2 separate regions of the Anser cygnoides genome follow, and region 1 is linked to region 2. Evidence: chromatin contacts called from public Hi-C data. All regions are on one chromosome and are shown on one strand. Each heading gives the region's core, a stretch centred on a gene start, on an enhancer-like site or on the middle of the called end of the contact. The rest is flanking DNA. Distances are from core to core; before and after follow the strand shown. Region 1 holds the start of NDUFB9 (NADH:ubiquinone oxidoreductase subunit B9). Region 2 has its middle 8.6 kb from the start of RNF139.

The links. Hi-C and Micro-C count contacts between places; a contact is called where the count stands out from the background.
Region 1: a contact with region 2 is called in a Hi-C map of liver, with 1.9 times the contacts expected there. The contact joins the promoter of NDUFB9 here to the enhancer-like site in region 2. A contact is called at or near these places in 3 of 7 Hi-C or Micro-C datasets (all in liver).

Annotation. Positions count from the first base shown.
Region 1 is chr2:151,896,510-151,902,494 of Taihu_goose_T2T_genome, reverse strand. NDUFB9 (NADH:ubiquinone oxidoreductase subunit B9) reads right to left here and starts at 1,983. Exons shown (of 4, transcript XM_048049348.2): 1 at 1,844-1,983; 2 at 1,332-1,524. The coding sequence starts at 1,929. TATDN1 (TatD DNase domain containing 1) reads left to right here and starts at 1,919. Exons shown (of 12, transcript XM_048049319.2): 1 at 1,919-2,044; 2 at 2,768-2,833; 3 at 3,781-3,830; 4 at 5,683-5,746. The coding sequence starts at 2,023.
Region 2 is chr2:151,864,074-151,870,145 of Taihu_goose_T2T_genome, reverse strand. No RefSeq gene overlaps it. Among named protein-coding and RNA genes, the nearest start is that of RNF139, 8.6 kb to the left of the region's middle. Within about 2 kb of position 2,480, at least 1 of the 3 cell types and tissues checked has open chromatin away from gene starts, as enhancers often do. A contact at or near this core is called in liver, where this site is marked.

The DNA.
Region 1 (5,985 bases), core at 734-3,233, 33 kb before region 2:
AAGATAAAAACACTGACAAAAAAAAATAAGGAAAATCTATGTCAAAATTAAGTTGCTCCAGTATCATCATTCATCCACTGACATTTGCAGTTTCCTGCTGTGATTCTCATCGCTGAGTAAAATTTTGGCTTGATAGAAAGAACAGACCGGCTATTAAATAACGATATACATATACCAAGCACCAGTAAAAAAAAAAAAAACATCAGACAGAGATTTAAAAAAGTTACATTTTGTAGCAGCTTCTACAATGGACAGTCCCTGATAAACCAAGAAGCCAAACCCTTGTGATAGCCACTTGTTTAAAGCACAGGCTTCGCATTTAAAACAGGGCAAAGGAAAGCACATAAATCCATTTATATTTCTGTATCAAAACTAATCACTGCTCAACTGACCTTTTTTCTGTCTGGATTCGTTTTCACCATTCTCTCTACTACTGCTGAGGCTCATGACCTTGGCACAAGCTTAAGTTCCCTTCTTCCATTCCCACTCGTGTTCTTTTTTCTGCCTCTAAATCTATGTCAGGTTCTTTCACATGGCTTCTTATCTGTAAGGAGCTGATCAGATCTAGTCTTCTGCATCAGCACTGTCTTCAGAATTTGGGAGAAAAAAGGTGCGTGTACTCTCTAGATCAGTACTGACTTCTCGTAATGTATGAAAAGAGACAATGCCAAAACAGTGAAAACGCTGCGTTTTTTTGTGAAGCCTGTTTCTTCACTCCTAACACATCGGGGGGAGGAGCCAAACTCCAGAATGTCTCACATTCTAAGAACAGTGCTGCTATTTTTAAGCATACAGCTCAACATAAAATGGTCCTCAAATACTTATTTGGCACTGCAGTGGATCAAGGGAAATGGTAATTTGTATCACTACTCAAAATGCTGGAAGAAGGAAGGCCAAGTGAAGGAAGCTCCCCAGCAGCCAGGCTGACATCAAGTTCCGACAAAACCAGAGACCAGGGCTGTGACCAGACGCCACCACACAGGGTGGTGCTGCTTCCTCCCCCTCCACTGTCACAGCTCTGCACCAACCCTGTCACTCCGCCTGTCTGACCCACCGCCGAGCAGCTTCCAGGTGCTTAAATCCCATCAAAACAAAGCCTCTGTCCTCTGACAGAGCAGCGAGCTCCATTTCAAATGACCACAGAAGCACAACTCCTAAGCAAGCAATAAGTTTTCCAGCACGGAGGTACCAGAGAAATACCGCTGAACCAAACTGCAGCCCTATTAAAGCCTACTTAAAACACTCACCTTCTTTTCAGTGCCAGAAGAGCGAGGTAAGCGCACTAACAACCACCCCAAGCACAGGACTGCACAACCCCACAGCCCCCTTACCTTGTAGCACTCGTATCTCTCGTAGGAGGTGCCCCCAGGTGAATCGGGGAAGATGTAGGGCTGCGGGTGCTGGTGTGCCCAGAACTCCTCCTGACCGGCCTTCAGCAGCTCTGTAGCTTTCACCATATCCTTCACATCCTTGTTCTTATCGAACCGCTCTCTCAGGAGGCAGGCAAGGTATCGGTACTTGTCTCTGCAGGCACACGACATATGCAGTGTGTAGATTTAAATAAAACATCACAGAGAACATGGCAACATCCTCTCTTACCCCTACACAAAGACAGGGCTCCTGAGGGCCTCCTGTCCCCACACCCAGTGTCTTTTCAGGCACTGACAAGAGGCTCAAGAGACATTTTGACATTCTCCTCACCCCTTCAGCCACGTTTAGAGGAAAGGGACGAGGATAAAATCCTCCCCCCCCAACCCCACGGGGCCCCGTCTCGGTGGGGAAAGCCGGCAGCGGGGGCTCAGCCCTCCCCCGCTCCCCGCACCTCGCTCCCTCCCGTCCTCACCGGTGGATGCACCAGGACTCCAGGTGCCTCAGGGACTTCTTGTAGAGCCGCAGCACCTTCTGCTGGTGCGTGAGGTACGCCGCCATTTCGCGCTGCCCTACCCCTCACCTTCATGCGCGGCGCCTCACGGGAACGTGGCGGCCGGCCCCGGGCGCAGGCGCCGAGCTCCGCCCGCCGCCATGAACCGAGCCAAGCTCATCGGTGAGGGGATGGGTGGCTTAGCGGGGTCCCTGTCCTTGTTCCCGTCCCTGTCTCCTCATGTCCGCCGAGCCCCGGGTCCCTCCGTGCTCCCCCCGGGGTCGGGGCTGAGGAACCCGCTCCCCGCGAGGGGCTGAGGGCGGCGGGCGCCGGCCGCTGTGGTGACATGGCCGGCGCTTCGTCGGGCTTGTCGCCCTGTTCAAGCCCTGTCTCAAGCCCTTTCCCCCCGCTCCCAGAGCCGAGGTGCAGGCAGGCTGCCCTTGAGGGGCGGTTAGAGCCGACGAGAAGGGTTTCGGGGTGATTCTGCCCTTTTTGGGGCTTCTCCGAGGGGCTGTTGTGCGCCCCTTGAGGTTCCTCCCCCCCCCCCCCCCCCCCAATTCAGTGGGTTCCAGCAAGCTCTTGTCTTGCTTTTCGCGTTGGTGTCTTAACTGTGGGCGTTAATAATCTTTAATTTTATCGAATTGGCTTGGATAAAAGCGTTCATAGGAGCACTGATTTAAAGGCTGTGTGCCGGTTGCTGCATTTTGCCTTCCCTCCTGCTGCTGAGGTGAATTGGCAGCTTCGTGGGGAAAGCCCAGGTGCTTGCAGAAAGCAGTGTCTCGGTATCTGCTTGTGGTGGTGAGGGCAGCTCTTCTGTACGCCTATAAAATAAGTCTGGAGTTCTCAGAATGAAATGTGGAATGATTCTAATATCTGTGTTTGGGGGTTGTTTGTTTGTTTTTACAGATATCGGTATTAACCTTACAGACCCTATGTTCAGAGGAATCTACAGAGGAACACAAAAGCATCAAGGTAAAGTTACTCTTTTTAAAAGGGAAACCTTGTGCTTGTCAGAAAGTAAGATTAGAATTTATTTTCTTCTTCAAAAAACAGATGTGTATTATTTATTAGGGCTTGAAGTAGAAAGTGTGACAAAATAATCATAGAGTGGGTTGGGTTGGAAGGGACGTTAAAGCCCACCCAGTTCCAACCCCCTGCCCTGGGCAGGGACACCTCAACCAGCCCAGGCTGCCCAAAGCCCCATCCAGCCTGGCCTTGAGCACCTCCAGGGATGGGGCATCCACAGCTTCTCTGGGCAGCCTGTGCCAGGGCCTCACCACCCTCAGAGTACAGAATTTCTTCCTTATATCTAATACAAATTTACCCTCTCTTAGTTTAAACCATTATCATTTGTCCTGTCACTGATTTATCCTAGATAAAGAGTACCTTTCCAGTTTTCCTATAGGTCCCCTTTAGGTACTGGGAGGTGAAGTTAGACTTTCTAAGCAAAATGCATTTATTTTTTTTCCTACTGAGTTGCTTCTATTAAGTTGTCATATAGGTGACTACTTTGGGAGCAAAATGGAATGCTGATGTATTTATATTCAGATAACATGGAAGAAGTTGATATAAGAGTTAGGAACAATAAACTATCAAAGTATTGCATTGCTGAATCGTAGTTATTAATTATAAGTGATGCTTTTTTCTTTCACATTCTACATATATATATATTTTCATATTTTATATATATATATAAATTAAAGAGCCTTCTAAAATATGTGAAAAATATTCATCGACTTTCTGGACTTAGACCAGATTTTCAGTTATTGCATTCTGTTATTCTTTTTTTAAAATGAGGTTCAAAGATTGTTCGTGATAGGAATTTTGACTGCATGAAAGTAATCTTTAGTTCAAAAGTAGTTAAATTATGCCATAAAAACCTTAAGTTCAATTAGTGATATTTCTGTAAACTTTTGCAGATGACCTTTTGGATGTGGTAGAGAGAGCAGTTAAAGTTGGCGTTAAAAAGGTAATTTCTTATAATTAGACAACTTCTTCAGTATTTTAAATTGCTTTTAAATATTTTGTTTTCATAGTGCTGCAGTATGAAAACAACTGTTTCTGGAAATTGCAATGGAAAATGCAGTAACTTTCTTCAGTGCCATAATGCAAAAATATTCTGTGCAGGTAGCATTGTCTTTAAGTTGCACAGATGCTCAGGACGTAAGTTCAGTAGTACTGTATGTGATCTGTATTTACAGTTTCCAACATACAGTTTCAACAGAACAATGATCTCCTCTAACCTACTGTAATCATTTTTTACAGAAGTTTCCGCATTAGTTATATTATAAGGCACAGCTCCCATCTTTTTGTATCCTGTGTGACTCTTACCGTACAGTTACTGATACAGGTCCAAACACAAAAAAAACTCTTGTGGACCTTTCTTGTGAAACTCTGGTGAACCTTCAGATATTTCGATATGTAAAAGGAATTGGTAACTGCCAAAAATATGGAAGTACCTGTACAATCTTACGGTTGATAAATCTGAATGTCTGCTAGTAAATATTGGCAAGGTTGTAACTGTTAGCTTGAGATCAGTGTTCTCAGCAATGGACCACACTCCTTTAGTTATAATACTCCAGCCTGCCTGTATGTGCATCTCTAAACTCAATAAGTTATCAAAGCAAAATTATGAATTAAAATAGAATGCGTCACGTGCTGCCGTGAACTGTTCTGCTGTACTGATAGGCTGGTGCATTAGAAATAAAGAAATAAACCCTCCTCTAGAAGAGGAACAGCCATCTTGATGGTTTGCTGAAAGGCTCTTGTCTGAAAGAGTGGGAAACAAACCAAGAGATGAAAAAAGAAAACACTACTGATGGGGAAGGTACCACAGTGCAGCGAATACAGACTCATAGTCACTTTTACTGTGTTTGTATGTGCTGCATAAGCATTATTTAATCCTTATACCACCCTCTGAGAGTAGGTGACAGTTTTTGTCATCAAAAATAAATTGTATGCATAACTTTTCAAGGTGCACGGTGGATTCAGAAATAGGATTCAGGAGTTCCTTGTCCACCTTCAGGAGGGTGGTCGGGCCCTGGGACAGGCTCCCCAAGGAATTGGTCATGGTACTGAGCCTGCTGGAGTTCAGGAAGCGTTTGGACAGTGCCCTCAGACATACAGTTTTGATTTGTAGGTTAATTAAAGCTCCTGTGTGGAGTCAGTAGCTGGACTTGATGATCCTTACGGGTCCTTTCCAACTCAGGATGTTGTCTTCTGTTCTGTTCTTTCCAGTCTTGCTAGGCTGGCTATGTTGCTGGTCTTCACAGTGATAGAAATCAATTCCAACCCAGGTTGTTTTCACTTGTCTAGAAACTTAATCTCCTTATTTGAAAATATGCATATTTGTCCACATAGCTGGTGATCTATGATTTTTTTTGTGTGTGAAGTTAATGTCAGCTTTATTTATTTTTCTGGTGGCAGTGCTGGGACGTGTCTAGTCTGTAACGGAGCACACTGCAGAGCTGCCTGACTTGGTGTTGACTAAATCTGATACATAGCATGTGAGGGATAAGTAAAATTTCTGGAGTTCATTGTCTTAGAACTTAGCATTGCTGCAAATAGAAGTATTTTACTCATTTAATGGTTTGAAATCATTAGTATAAAAGATACTTGATTTAAAAAAAAAAAAAATCAATTTTTGCTACCTAGGCTATTTTCTAGCTCCTGAGAAGTATTCAGATTTGTTACTACGAAACTTTGTTATATATGCATTAGTAATTTTCTCATGTTTTCTTTCTAGATTCTTAGTTCTGAGTGTTTTCTCAAACGTGTTTGGTGTTCAAAGCAGAACGTACTGACAGTACTTTTCTCTCAAGTTTTTGATCACAGGTGGAAGTCTACAAGATAGTAAAGATGCATTGCAGCTGGCACAGACCAATGGTATGTTCACTTTAAACTTCTGTTGTCAATCAAAAATAGTCTTCTCAGAATTAACAGTTTAAAAGGAACAGCCCCTGGAGGTGTTTACAGAATCTCGGATTAAAATAAAGAAAAGCGTGTTTCAGAGTGGGATAGATGCATTGCGCGTGGCTTTATGTTGCTATTTATGTCCCTGGGTGATGGAAGCAATTGGTCATTCCTCTAATTTCTGTTTATAGATAATTTGATGTTTAGAAAAA
Region 2 (6,072 bases), core at 1,231-3,730:
GTGGAGAAAATCAGAATTATACTGAACACCAGATGTACCACAGCAGAAAATGCAATCTTCTTGAAAAATCCTCACTTTTAGAGAAAATCCCAGCTATGGGAACATTAATCTTTCTGCCATAAATGGCTGAGGCTCATCTGCCAGGGCTTTCCTCCACTTCTCAACAAGACTATATTGAATGTTACCGAGCAGCCTTGAGGTTCACACTCTGATTGCCACTCTCCCTGAACCCCATGACCAGAACAAAGCCTTAGCAGAAAAAAATTATAGTGAAAATGCTCTCTTTTCTGAAGTCATAGCAACCCTGCCCATAGTTCCCCTGCCCTTTGCACGCACAGTGCCAAGCAGGAGCCATTTGCTAATCTGTGGTCTACTAAATTTAGCTAGTTCCTGATAACTGAAAACGGTTGACGGAACTGTACGGCTGGTCAACAGTGAGACCATGTCAAGTTAGCACCAGTTAGCTAATATAAAAGTAGTTAAAAACGATTGAAAGCTGCTCCATATCGAAACAGGTTTTTTGATTAATGAAGCGCACTGGAAAGAATCATTTCCTGTCTTCAGATAAAATGATGCATCTCAAGATGATTTCAGCCTTCAGAAGAGCTAATCTGGGAGATATTTGTTTACAGGCCATTCATGAGAGACAAATGTGGAGAGAATCAGAGTTGTTTCGGAAACTAGACCTGCCATGGCAGAAAACATGGCCTTGGAAGCTTCTCCCTGGCAGAGGAAATCCTAACACGGCTCCCATGGAGCTATGAGTCTTCAGCAACGTGTTTGTAAAACATTGCCTCTGGTCAGCAAAAAGAGTTCTGGATGTTAGCCATGCGTGAGGCTGGGCTAGAGGGATTAGTGTAATTTGGACTGCATGTAGCTACCATCTTGGTGAGGCGGTGGGAAGAAGAGTAGCACGGTTTTGTCTCACATCAGTAGAGCCCAAGTGATTTGTAGTATCATGGGACAGAGCTATGACCTGTCTAGCCTCTCCTCTCCCAGGGAAATCCAGACCTTCGTATAACTGATCACAAACTTGATGGGTTTGATGCAGACTAATATTCAGCAGATTTTGGCCGGACATTAAGCACTGAGCTGCAGCGCTGAAGCTGAATGAGCAGTCAGCCTCACTTCCTCTGCTGATAACAGAGAGAAATACGTTCATTCAAAGGCGTTTCAGCTCTTCGGCTTTATCATTTCATCTCTTTGGTTTTGTCACCATCTAGAGATGCCTTGGGTGGGATTCCTCTGAGCTGACTGCCATCAAAAAGTCTACTTGACGTCAGCTATGAAGACTTCCTGAGCAGCCAGTTGAAGAGAGACAGGCACTCTTAGACACTTATCTTTAGATAGGTGAAGTCCTTCTCCTGAGATGCCGCAGAGGACAACCTCTCGCTGCCTATCCAGGGAGCTTGGATGGTTCCCAACCCTTCATTTGGCTTGAGCTGGGTGAGAGAAGGGTGCCACGAAGGGCTGAGTAGCAGTCTCTGTCAGTGATGTGAGACACGGCTCAGTAAAGTCTGGGAGGGTGCCGAAACTAGCCTGACTGATTTTTTTTACATGCTTACGTAGGTGGTTTCAGTTCTCACACTATCCCTCCTAACCACAAGTGATACAGAGCACAGAATTTCTCTTTTGTTAAGCAGTTCTATATTTCAAAACCGAGGCACTGAAAATATAAAAAATCTGAGCTATTCAAGTATTTCTTTTTAAGATTTAATATTATTTGCATTGATATGTATAATACAGATAATGTAATATATACAATATGCATGTAAGATGTGGATTATTTGCATATACTACCAAGATTTACTGTGTACATTTGATACTGAAAAGAACATCCAAATCAGTGTCCTCTTTTGAAAATGTCATAGCCTATTCTCCTTTTTCTCTCAAGTTTATTAATGTAGTGTTGTTTTGTGAAATGTTTTGATATTGATATGGTTTCATTTTCCAACAGGATGGCTTTAACCTAGGAAAAAAGAATCAGCATTCTGCCCTTTTGGGTTAGTCAAGATTTTAACTAAAAGGAGTATTCATGAGCATGCGATCCAGAGCCTGCATAACAGGCTGTGAAACTTCAAGCAGTTCTTGTACCTAAAATAACTAATATTCTTGAGAAAGAGATTCAGCTTAATTTTGAAAATCATCCTAAGGAGCAAAGAAGTGTTTTCAGAACTTAACGCTTGACTTCTAAACAAGGTTTTACTCCTAGTTAGCAAATTTCTTGAAGCTTTGTCAGGCTATATCAAACTCTAGCATTGGCTTTGATTAGAGCCACGTCAAATATTTGCATTGGAATCTGATACCACACGAGCTCTGCTTAGTCCCACGTTCCACTGCAACTTTTGTGCTTAATAAACGTTCGTGAAAGCCATCATTCCAATATTGGTTTCCTATAACATTCACTGAAACTTGCCATTTAAATGTAAAGACAGCTTAATAATGACCGTTTCAGCAGAATGTCTCCTTTAGATTTGGAATAGACGAAACCCTCGGGATATTTGCAGGTATAAAAGCAAAAGGTCGTGCAAATCCTTTTGAGCCGAGAGAGCTTTTGCACAGCTTGAAAGCTAAATCACGCTGTGATAGATAGGGAAACGTCACTTCTCAGAGCAAAATTTAATTTCGACCTGCTCACTTGGTTGATTGCTTTAGATGGAAAAGCCCGTCCAGTACAAACACCTCAAAGTGCGTTTCCAGCCCCTAGACTCGTGGTGGCTTGGCCAGAAGATGGCAGGCGTGTTTTGTGGGAGGAACGAAAGAGTGCCAGACAGGCAGGTGATCTGGACTGAGCGATCAAATAATTCACGGGCAAGATTTGAAACGTTAACATTAATTTAATTATCCATGTAAGGGTTAAACTGTAAGATAACAAAGGATATCAGGATTTGTAATAATTTACAGCTGCATACACACAGGGGAAGGCAAGCCCCTCTGACCCCGATAGCATCGCCTGTGTGGGACGTGCTCCCAACACGGTGCCAGTTTTGCACATGTGCTGCCCCACAGTTATTGTCTGGCTTTGTAATAGCCAGACAATTTCTTAAAAAATATGGAAGAATCCCACACAGTTAGGTTACAAATATTACCAAACATCTCCCAGTTCTGTGCTTTCTGACCCAGCGTACACTCTCACAAACTAGCAGATGTCTTTTCTTACCTTATGAAATTATACTGGATTATAATCTGTCATTATTTTTCTTTTTTCCTTTGCTCTGTTACTATTTCCTTCCTTTGTAACTTCAGCCTGTGTAGGTGCAGGGATAAGCATGCAATGAGTTTAGATACTACTTCACAGTTTGACTCTTTCCCCTCTCAGCTACCAAAGAGTGGCAATTTCTGAATCCTTTCTAGAACTGCAAACAGTCCTTTTATTTCCTTAGAAGTGGAATAATTCTGCCTATCATTCTAGCTGGTGGCAACTGGATAAATCTCTTCATCAGCCTACCTTTGAGTTGGCTAGAACGGCAAATTTAGGAAAGCAAATTACATGCTTCCCAGTAGGGGTGAAATGCTCAGTTTTTGCAAAGCCCCTAGCTATTCACCCATCTGGCATTCCCCAGTGTGGAAATACCCTGTGTTCGTAGAGAAAACAAAGTCAAAGAAATACACGTAGTGCTTAGAGCAAAATGCCACGATGCTCATAACATCTCTTCACTAACGAGAGATTATTTCACGGTTCAGTTCCAGGACTGCAAGAAGTGTAACTTTCTAGACAAAGGAGCTTTACTGTAATTTGAGATACTCCACTTCACCAGAGAACTGAACTGTTGGCAGTGATTTTCATTCATAGGCTTTAACTGATCTTTCAGATATCCTGGCCACAGGTCACTGGTTCCCCTAAAGGAAAGGACAGAGGTCTTAAAGGTAATTTAGTTTTGTAATGGAAACGAGCATAGGGAGCAAAGGACAGGATCTGAAGACGTGGTAATATTACACAGACATTTGTCAAAGGTTTTAGGGCCAGACATGTTATATTGCTGTAATCAAGCTGAAATGTCGTAAAAGTGTGTATAACTGAAGCCAGGTCATTGCTCACCAGGATAGAAGGAACTTTCTGTGCAAATGGAGGTGGTACCAATAATACTGGTGCAGCAATGTGAGAAGTTGCTACTAGTGAGGAATCTGAGAGTCTTAAATTAAGAATTTGGTTAATTGTGGATTGTGGATGTGAATTTTCAACAAGAGATTCAAAGGCTCAAAATATTTCCCCTTGCCGATTTTGTTTTTTTTGTTTTTAGGGGTGCGGGTGGTGGTGGTGGTGGTATTGTGCGCCTCAAACTACATTTTGGGTATGACCTTCACACGCTAAGCGCCAGTAGTGGCTGTATGCCTGTATGCGCTGGCACAGCAGTGTGCTATTTACGTATTGCTAACACTTGAACTGGAATCACCGGACCCAATCACCCAGGGGCTGCGTTCACGTACAGACCAGGCAGCGAACCAACCCCTTGTAGAAAGTCTTCTGTCATTGCTAGGGTTGGGCTGAAGCACTGATCCTGCCCAAAACCTCCAGTCCATTCAGTCACTTTGCTTACAGTGGAGAGAAAGAGCAGGAAAAGATTTGGGGGAAAAAGGAGTGTTACAAACAAAATAGAATGTGCCGCAAAGAGGGGAAAGGGTTTTCTCCATGCGTTTTCATTACTAGTCAGACTTTTATTGACCTGATCTCCACATGCATATTGCAAGCATCTACGATTGTCATGAGGAAGGAATGAAACAGAAGCTTTAGATTTTTCAGTACTTGGAAATATATGCAGAAATGATACAGAAATGATAGATTTCTTCTGTTTGTTTGAAAATGCAGTTTCGAATTTACCTGCAAAGTATGGTATTTATTATACATGAGGCTGAGGAAACAAAGCATAACCCCCTCATTTGCAGTACTTCATGTTACAGAGATGATGCATGTCTTTTAGTTGAAAGCATTGTAACCTTAAAACCAAAAAGTATCCATACCAGCTGATTATTTTTTTTGGGGGGGGGGGGGGGGGGGGGGGCGGGGGGTAAAAGTCCATTGCCGTTCACATTTTCTGCATTACCTTTGAGGGTAGGACAGAAAGAAGATGACATAACACACAATAAACTATTATTCAATTAGGTATTACAGAAAGGTTTCAAGCAACAAAGGCAGCTCAGCACCAAGAGGAATTTTCCAGTGAGCTGTGGAAATTCTGCCGTTGATGGTTTTTATAACAGCAGGGTGGAGAAATAGCTAAAAGGGATGCTCTTGATGCTTTTTTTTTTTTTTTTTTAACCTTGGAATAGCAAGAGTATGGTGGGTATTAATTTCAAATAACTTAGCATATTGATATTACTGATACTAGCAGATGGTGGTGAATTGAATCAAAATTACTATGCGCTCTTATTTTATTAATTTGCATCAGTGTATTGACTGAACATTCATAATATCTGTACAGAAAATGAAGTCAGTGCTTCTAGCATTTGTATTGTGCTGCTACGATGTATTATGTTAAGCTACACAGCATTGTTTCATGGTGAACCGAATGGAAAAGGGATCCTGCTGGAAAAAATTCTGGAAGGAGAAAAATTTTCCCTTTTCCAAGCTGGACAGTTCCTCAGTCTAGCTCAGCATTTCCACACAAACCGAATGCCAGTATTGCTTTTGAAGAAATGTTCCTGGAATTGCAGCCTCAGATTATTCTGCATCAGTTTTCCCCAGATACAAAGAGTCTGCAGATATCAGCTACAGAAAACATATTTGTCTGGCATGACAATTCTTATAAAAGGATCTTTATTTGCACTGTCAGTGAAAAAATATGCCTCTTTCTCCTTTTTGAGCCAAACTCTTGCTCCCTAGCCAGAGTCTGATTAAACAAGACTCGCTCCCTGCTGCTGAGTGCTCTGTGAAGCCTTTTCAAAATTGCAGCGGACGATTCCAGGAGCAATTCTGGCTCCTGAATGCCCCCTCCTGCTGCTCCGGCCAGGGTCAGTGATGCTGCTGAGTGAGCCATGCTCTCTGCAGTCAGCCATCCCTGAAATCTTTCCGGATAGGGGATGATGTGCAGTGCTTGCACTGGCTTTAGCAGGATTTGGATTAGGTCATCCGAG